Regions from separate parts of the Macaca mulatta genome. Here regions 1 and 3 are each linked to region 2. A link is a contact called in public Hi-C data. All regions are on one chromosome and are shown on one strand. The core of a region is the stretch at or near the end of the contact, and the rest is flanking DNA. Distances in the headings are between cores, read along the strand shown. Region 1 holds the start of ACAA1 (acetyl-CoA acyltransferase 1). Region 2 holds the start of XYLB (xylulokinase). Region 3 holds the start of EXOG (exo/endonuclease G).

The links. Hi-C and Micro-C count contacts between places; a contact is called where the count stands out from the background.
Region 1: a Hi-C map of liver shows a contact between it and region 2, with 2.9 times the contacts expected there. The contact joins the promoter of ACAA1 here to the promoter of XYLB in region 2. A contact is called at or near these places in 2 of 14 Hi-C or Micro-C datasets (fetal cortex germinal zone and liver).
Region 3: a contact with region 2 is called in a Hi-C map of fetal cortical plate, with 2.8 times the contacts expected there. The contact joins the promoter of EXOG here to the promoter of XYLB in region 2. A contact is called at or near these places in 4 of 14 Hi-C or Micro-C datasets (cortical neurons, fetal cortex germinal zone, fetal cortical plate and 1 more).

Annotation. Positions count from the first base shown.
Region 1 is chr2:100,393,240-100,395,939 of T2T-MMU8v2.0, forward strand. It overlaps ACAA1 (acetyl-CoA acyltransferase 1), which reads right to left and starts at 1,435. Exons shown (of 11, transcript XR_013413791.1): 1 at 1,223-1,435; 2 at 950-1,043. It also overlaps a transcript of MYD88 not described here.
Region 2 is chr2:100,607,489-100,610,188 of T2T-MMU8v2.0, forward strand. XYLB (xylulokinase) reads left to right here and starts at 1,334. Exons shown (of 22, transcript XM_077992171.1): 1 at 1,334-1,483.
Region 3 is chr2:100,786,133-100,788,832 of T2T-MMU8v2.0, forward strand. EXOG (exo/endonuclease G) reads left to right here and starts at 1,285. Exons shown (of 5, transcript XM_077992183.1): 1 at 1,285-1,470. The coding sequence starts at 1,308.

The DNA of each region.
Region 1 (2,700 bases), core at 185-2,684, 210 kb before region 2:
AAGAGCAGTATTGCCGCCAGCATGTCTCACCTCCAGCCATAAGGTGGTTTTCTCCAAACTCAGTAAATAGAATGTATGGTTGGGTTTTACACCGAGACATTCCATTCCCAGGGACAAGCAGGAGACAGATGCTTTCCTATTATCTCAACTGCAAAGAGGCCTTCCTCTTTTACTAATCCTCCTCAGCACAGACCCTTTATGGGTGTTGGGCTGGGGGACTGTAAGGTCTTTCCCTTCCCACGAGGCCATATCTCAGACTATCTCAGTTGGGGGAAACCTGGACAATATCCAGTCTTTCTTGGGCAGAGGTCCCTGTGGCCTTCAGCAGTGCATTGTGTACCTGGTTAATAGAGAATGGAGAATGGCGATGACTTTTATACTGCCTGCAAACACATTGTTAACAAGGCACATCCTGCACAGCCCTAAATCCATTAAACCTTAAGTCAATACAGCACGTTTCTGTGAGGACAGGGTTGGGCTACAGATTAAGGCTACAGATGAACAGCATCTCAAAGCAGAATTTTTCTTAGTACAGATCAAAATGGAGTTTCTTATGTCTTCTTTTTCTACACAGACACAGTAACAGTCTGATCTCTCTTCCTTTCCCCCACACTGCCGGACTCCCCTTGCCGAGATAGTGAAAATAGTAATCAATAAATACCGAGAGAACTCGGAGACCAGTGCTGGTGCAGGTCTTCGCATGCCTAGTGTCCCGGCCTCCTGGGCCCACTGTTATTTCTCTATACTTTGTCTATGTGTCTTATTTCTTTTCTCAGTCTCTCGTCCCATCTGACGAGAAATACCCACAGGTGTGGAGGGGCAGGCCCCCTTCAAAGGTCAAGGCCATGGAGGTTCCCCCAGTGAAAACTCGGGGTGGGGAGGTGAGGAGAGCTCTGGACGAACAGAAAAACGGGAAGGGCCCAGCACAGGGCCTGGGTGGTGCGCTCACCGACACAGATGTCCCCCAGCTCTTCCGGCCTCAGATTCACGTCCTTGAGAACCGCGGTCATGACGGCCGAGAGAAGCTCGTCGGGGGTGGTGTCCTGCAGCAGGAAGAGGAGCCGCGGTGACCCCCAGTGCCCCCTGCTCACCCCAGGGAGACAAAGCGACCACAGCTGGATGCGGAGCTGCCTCCGGCGTCCAGGGTAACCAAACATACGAACCGGACCCCAGCCCGCGCTGGCGTCTTCCCACACTCGGCACCCAGACCCTCGGGCCTCACCTTGAAGCCGCCGCGGCCTGCCCGGCAGATGGCCGTGCGCCGCCCGTGCACCACCACCACGTCCGCGGCCGAGGCCTGCGGGGCGCCGCTCAGGCAAGGCGCAGCCTGCGGCATCCAGCCGGAATCCGGCCGGCCTGTCAGGTGGCCCAGCACTACCTGCAGCCTCTGCATTGCGCAGCTCAACCCTACAAACCAGCCACCAGTCGCGGAACTGACCGCCGGAGTTAACAGACAGCCGTCCGCGCACGCGCAGAACCACATCTCAGCCTCCAAGGCCTCAACTCCGCCCACAGCCCTGAGAAGGGACGCGAGCGCCCCTCCAAAAGTCCCGCCCACCTCCCGCCGCAGCCAACCACAAGGTGAGTCGGCCTGGGAACCCGCCCCTCCCCGCCACCGCCTACCGAACCCTCTATAGGAGGGCCCACAGTCACCGCCCAGCCGAGCTTTCCACTCAATGCCCCGCCTACCTTAGCCTACCGCAGCCAACCAAAAGGTGGATCTTTACGAATCCCCGCCCAGAAATGCAGAGCGGAAGCCTTTCCACCTTTTGTAGCCAAACCCGAGACCCGACCCCCAAACCCATGTCTCCTGCCCGCAGCTAAACGGAAGGCTGGAGCGCCAGGACCGCTTTCCGCTTGCGAGATGGAGATGGAAGCCGGGGCTCTAATTCCTCTACCCACTTCCTAGTCGGCTCTGCTATCCCTCCGGTCCCAGTACCCGAGCTGGGGGACCTAAATACTTCCGAGACGCCCGAGTCCTACTCCGACGTGGGTGGGCTTTCCCATTCTTTCGAGAAGACAGGGAATTTGGGCTTCCGGACTGGCCGGGAGAACAGATTTTACAGAGGTGCCGGGGTGTGACAAGCTCTCTAACTGGAGAATGAACGTTTCACACTTTTACCAGTTTTACACCCAATTGGAATGATTTTATTAGTGCCCATTTCCCGTGCTAGGCTGGGGGCTCCACCAAGGCAGAGAGCCTGGACAGGCTTGACACTTAGTAGATGATCAATAAGTACTTGTTGAATGAGTAAATGAATGAACCAGGGCTCCCTAGGTCAGGACTGTGTCCCTAAACCTAAAGAGCAAGGCCACGTGCCCCCTTGACTCCCAATAGCAGGGCCATGTCTTTACCTGAGACCCTGGAGAGTAGCGCTGGGCTTCCCACAGACACCAAAGGACAGGGTGCCTTGTGGTCCCCAACCTAGTGTCATGACGTCCCCAACCATTTTGATGGCAGGGTCACGGCATGCCTCAGGCTCCAGAAGACAGCTGTCCCTTTCCCACTCCCACCTGGGGAGCACAGCAGGGGTCTTCCCTTACCCCTACTGGCAGGATTGCGTGTTCCCCAGAGACAGTGGAGGGCGGAGCTGGTGCCTTCCCACTTGTCCCCTCCTCGCCATCCTCTAGGGCAGGACCGTATGAACCCCTCAGATTCCCCAGTGGAAGAATTGTGGCTCCACCAGATCCCAAAAAGCA
Region 2 (2,700 bases), core at 84-2,583:
TAGATACCTTTATTTAAAATTTTTTTTTTTTTTTTTTTTTTGAGACGGAGTCTCACGCTGTTGCCCAGGCTGGAGTGCAGTGGCGCGATCTCGGCTCACTGCAAGCTCCGCCTCCCGGGTTCCCGCCATTCTCCTGCCTCAGCCTCCTGAGTAGCTGGGACTACAGGCGCCCGCCACCGCGCCCGGCTAATTTTTTGTATTTTTAGTAGAGAGGGGGTTTCACTGTGGTCTCGATCTCCTGACCTTGTGATCCGCCCGCCTCGGCCTCCCAAAGTGCTGGGATTACAGGCTTGAGCCACCGCGCCCGGCCATATTTAAAATGTTTTAAAAGTGGAGATAATATTACCTACTTCCCAGCATCATTGTGAGGATTAAATGTGCTCAGCAGGTTGCCTAATTGTTTGCGATCTAGCTAGTATCCAGTATTTGTCTATTGTCACAGGTGGTGACTGCTAGAGGGGCTGTGTCCCCAATAAGCTGTGAATGTCTTGGAGGACAAGTTGGCCCCTTCTTGTTCCAGCAATGAAGAGGATCCCATGTAAACTCCGAGCAGCTCAAGTTCAGCAAGGGAGACAGACCATTGCAAGTGCATGAGAAGGGCACTGGTGGCCTGGGAAGTTCGTAGGAGGAGACTCTCACATGCTGGGTTTGGGGAGGAATTCTGGAAAGCAGTCAGTCTTAGGGACCAGGAGGATGTAGCTGGTGGGACAGGTGCCCTCAGCTCCATGAATAAAAGGAGTGAGTCTGACTTTGGTTCCCATTCCCCTTCACCACGTCTGGCACACATTTAGACCATCAATACCAGCTGACTCCAGGAATGAGTGTCTCCCCGTGGGGGCGTCAGGAGCTCTGAGTTTAAATACACGGCAGGGATGTGACACACTGGGAACCACTCAGATTTGCTGGATCTAGGCGGGGCTTGTCAGGATCCAGTGCTTCCAACCCCAGGGCCCATTTCCCTGTGGCCCCTGAGTCACCCCCAGGGGCGGACAGCTGTTCCAGTGCCAAGATACAGCCACAGAGGACTGCAGGCATAGGGCCTCCAGAAGGACAGGCAGGGTCCCTCTGAGAGACAAGCTGGCTTATAGTTGAAACCTCTGGCCCAGGCGTCCTCTAAGGGAAGCCAGACTGTGTCAAGGCAAGGCCCATGTAGAGAGAAGATGAAGATGGGGAGGACCAGAGTGGGTGCGCTTGGAAGGAAAGCCGGCTGCCTGGGGGCACCGTCGATTGCACAGGACGCGGTGCCGGCTCGCGTCGTCCCGCAGGCGGCGCCAGAGCGCAAGCCCGCCTCGTGACTCGGGTCCACAGTCCGGCCGGGCGGAGCGAGGGGCGGGCCCTTGCGTCTCTGGGCGCTGGAGCGCGGCGACAGTCACGCCGCGGTGCGGACGGACGGACTGACGGACGCGCAGCCTTACCCGCCAGGGTCATGGCGGAGCACGCCCCTCGCCGCTGCTGCCTGGGCTGGGACTTCAGCACGCAGCAGGTACAGTCGCCTGGTCGCAGGGCCACGGGGCCGCCTCCTCCGCTACGCTGGGGTAGGGGCGGGCTGTCACCCGGACGCGGGAAAAACATGGGCCCGGCCGCGGGCGCGCCTACCTCTCGGGCTTCCCGGGACCCCGCGCCCCTACCCCGCGCGCGGCCGTGGGGCATCGGTGCCCTCGCCCGGAGATGCCCTGCCAATGCCACCCATTCGCAAGATGCAGCCTCGACCCCGCCTAGACCTCGCTACCCCAGGAAACTGCGGGCGTCCCTCGGCAGGACCCCCGGTGCCCAGAGGGGCGGGAGGACTCGGTGGGTTCGTGCGCTGTTATGGGCACCGAGTGACAGGGACCCGAAGGAAGCCAGCTACTGTAAGGCAGGGGAACAGACAGGCGGGTAGCCCTGCGCACATGCACAACCAGTGACCTGGAAGCAAATTATAGCCCGAAACCTTTTTTTAAAAATTGAAATGGGCCAGGCCTGGTGGCTCTTGCCTGTAATCCCAGCACTTTGAGAGGCCGAGGTGGGTGGATCGCTGGAGCCCAGGAGTTCGAGACCAGCCTGGGCAATGTGGAGAAACCTCCGTCTCTAGCAGAAAATACAAAAATTAGCCAGGCATGGTGACGCACACCTATAGTCCCAGTTTCTCGGGAGGCCGAGGTGGATCGCTTGAGCCCAGGAGGTGGAGATTGCAGTGAGCTAAGATGGCGCCACCGCCCTCCAGCCTGGGCGACAGAGCGGGACCCTGTCTCAAAAAAAAAAAAAAAAAGTGAAATGCATAGTGTACAAATGGACTTTACCCTGTGACCGCCCTTCGTTGACACCAGCTTGCCTGGTCTGCCGACCCAGGACTGCTGGTCAGAGGAACAATGTGCTGCTGCCAACGCCCTGCAAACAGGCAAGCAAATCAAAATCTGCCTTCAAACAGGGCATGGGGTGACCAGGGGCACCTTTTGTATACACAGTTGCAGTCAAACCCCTCTTCTCGAATGGGTCAAGGGAGGCAGGCCTCTGGCCAGTCCTTGGGGTGAAAGTCCTGTGGGACTCTGGATGACTCGAGTTGCCTTGCTAGACCTCAGTTTCCCCAGGTGTCCAGGAAAGTAGTTATACTCCCAAGCTTGGATATTGCTTCAGTGGGGTATTAATGTTTCTGGACCACAACCATGGCCTGTGAGAACAGCCCATGGCCTTGCCTGGTCTCAGGCCTCTGCAAACATGGAC
Region 3 (2,700 bases), core at 35-2,534, 180 kb after region 2:
TTGTATTGTTAGTAGAGATGGGGTTTCACCATGTTGGCCAGGCTGGTCTCAAATTCCTGACCTCAGGTGATCCTCCAGTCTCGGCCCCTCAAAATGCTGGGATTACAGGCATGAGCCACTGTGCCTGGCCCAGTGCCAGAGTTTCACATCACAGCTTTGCTACCCAGAGAGAGTACTAGATCCAAAATCCCTAGGAAGGACTCTGGTTGATGTAGCTTAACCAGTCAGGGTCCTTCACAACAGGTATTCCTAGCAAGGGGGTAACTTCCCATTTGAGGCTGTCAAAATAATGTGCATACTTCAGTAGGTTGTTAGAAGTGGCCTCCTGGTCAGTGAATCATCAGTGGGATCAGATGAAAGTTATTCCTACCAGTTTTCTAAGAAATAGGAAACTTGAAAGTTCTACTAAGAACTAAGTCCACACGGAATGCTGGAGATTGTGCTGCAAAATGAACTCATTTATTTGTGAGTGGTAGTCCATGAAATCTATCTATCCTTTCTTTGCCAGCAGGCATTCAGCAATCTGGATTTTATATTCTATCAAGACAAAGAGTAGAGATGACTCAAACATTTCTAACATTTACAGAGCACTTAACGACATGCCCCTGGTACTTCCCTAAACATTTTACATGTGTCATCTCCTTTAATCGTCACAAGAACGCTATGGTCTAAGTATTGTTATTCCAATTTAAAAGAGAAGGTTGGGGACAGTGACTCACACCTGGACTTACAGCACTTTGGGAGGCCGAGGCAGGAAGATTGCTTGAGGCCAGAAGTTGGATACCAGCCTGGGCAGCATAAGGAGATCCCCTTCTCTACTCCCCCACTCCTGCCAAAAAAATTAGCCAGGCAGTGTGGCACGTGCCTGTAGTCCCAGCTACTCAGGAGGCTGAGGCAGGAGGATCGCTTGAGCCAAGGAGTTCGAGATCGCAATGAGCTATGATCATTCCACTGTACTGCAGCCTGGGTAACAGAGACCCTGTCGCTAAAAAAATAAATAAATAGACCTGAGTTGGAATATCGGCTCTGGAGACCTTAGTGTAACCATATGCAAGTGTTTACTCGCTGTTAAATGGGACTAAAGGCATTTTCTTCTCAAGACTATACATAGCACACCACTAAACCGTCTAGACATCGTATTCCCCATCCATCGCCCCGCCCAGTGGACCAGGGATGAAGCGGGGATGCGCCAGGGCATCCAGGTTTGTCACCAGGGGGCGTACGAGGCCCTCAGTTTGGCGGGCGGCGGGACGGGGGCCGGCCTGCGCGCGCATGCGCCGTGATAAAAGGCCGGTACCTCGGGCAAGATGGCTACCAAGAGTATCGCTTCCCGCCTCCGGGGCTCCCGGCGTTTTCTGAGTGGCTTCGTGGCCGGGGCTGTAGTGGGCGCTGCGGGAGCTGGGCTCACGGCCCTGCAGTTCTTCCGGAGTCAGGGCGCTGAGGGAGCGTTGACAGGGAAGCAGCCGGATGGTAAGTCTGTGGGCCCGTCCTCCCTTCCCTGGCCCAGGTTTCAGGCTCCGACTCCTACCTGGAATGTGAATGGCAGTGCTTGACGGACAGCCTTCACCGTTTGCTGGGCCCCGAACCCGGCCCTTGGTTTCTGACCTTTTTTCTCCCGGCTCGGCCTCCTTTCCCCACGTCGCGTCTGGCCGGCTTCCCTCATGTCCTTCCTTACCCCGGGCATCTTAGTTTTCTTCACAGAGCCACCCCCGCCAGACTTTCTTCCCCCAAATTACTCATCGCGATATCTATGTTTTAATAAAAGTCTGTGTCCTCCACTAAGATTGTTAGCTCCGTAAGACTTGAGACTATGTCTGTTTTGGTCTCCATCATCTAACCAGCACAGTACCTGGTACATAATTGGCATTCAGTAAGTATGAATGAAGGAATAAATTAATACATAGTTTTAGTAGATTAGTTAACTGCCCTTCTTTCGTCATTGTTCAGTTGAAGAATACCTGCTATCTCTCCAAAGTGTATAAAAACTCATGTTGCAATGAGTACCTTACATTTGACCAAAAAAAAAAAAAAAAAATTAAGACGTGCTCATTTCTTACACTTTGTGGATGTGCCAATTTAACTTGCTCCTTTGGATACTTGGCATCTAGCAAGAGAACTACCCCCTTGGTGGGTTGAGGATTTGAGAAGGCATCAGGGGAGGATTATCTCGAAACCGACTCACTATTGATTGTGTGCTTGGTTTCTCCCACTCGGAAAAACAGTACCAGTTTTACTGTCATCTTGCAACAGCACACATATCAGTGCTTCAGAGATGATTTGGAAATTTGATGTGAAAGACTAGTAAGATCAAGTCTTTATTCAAAAGTTAACGCTGTAGCTGCAGTTTATTCATTGATTATAGGCAAATCCGTACTTTGTCTACTATTTTCTTCATCTCATAGTTGCAAAAATGAGATTTTCTCGTTGATTAGACTTTTGAGCCAGTCCTTTGTAAATCACACCGCTCTCCTTTTCCTTATAATCTTTTGTTCTTAAGAGCCACTAATTGTGTGTTTGTGTTTTTGTTTTGTTTTGTTTTGTTTTCACTTTTAGGATCTGCGGAAAAGGCTGTCTTGGAACAATTTGGATTCCCTTTAACTGGAACAGAGACAAGGTGTTACACTAATCACGCTTTGTCTTATGATCAGGCAAAGCGGGTGCCTAGATGGGTTCTTGAACATATTTCCAAAAGCAAGATAA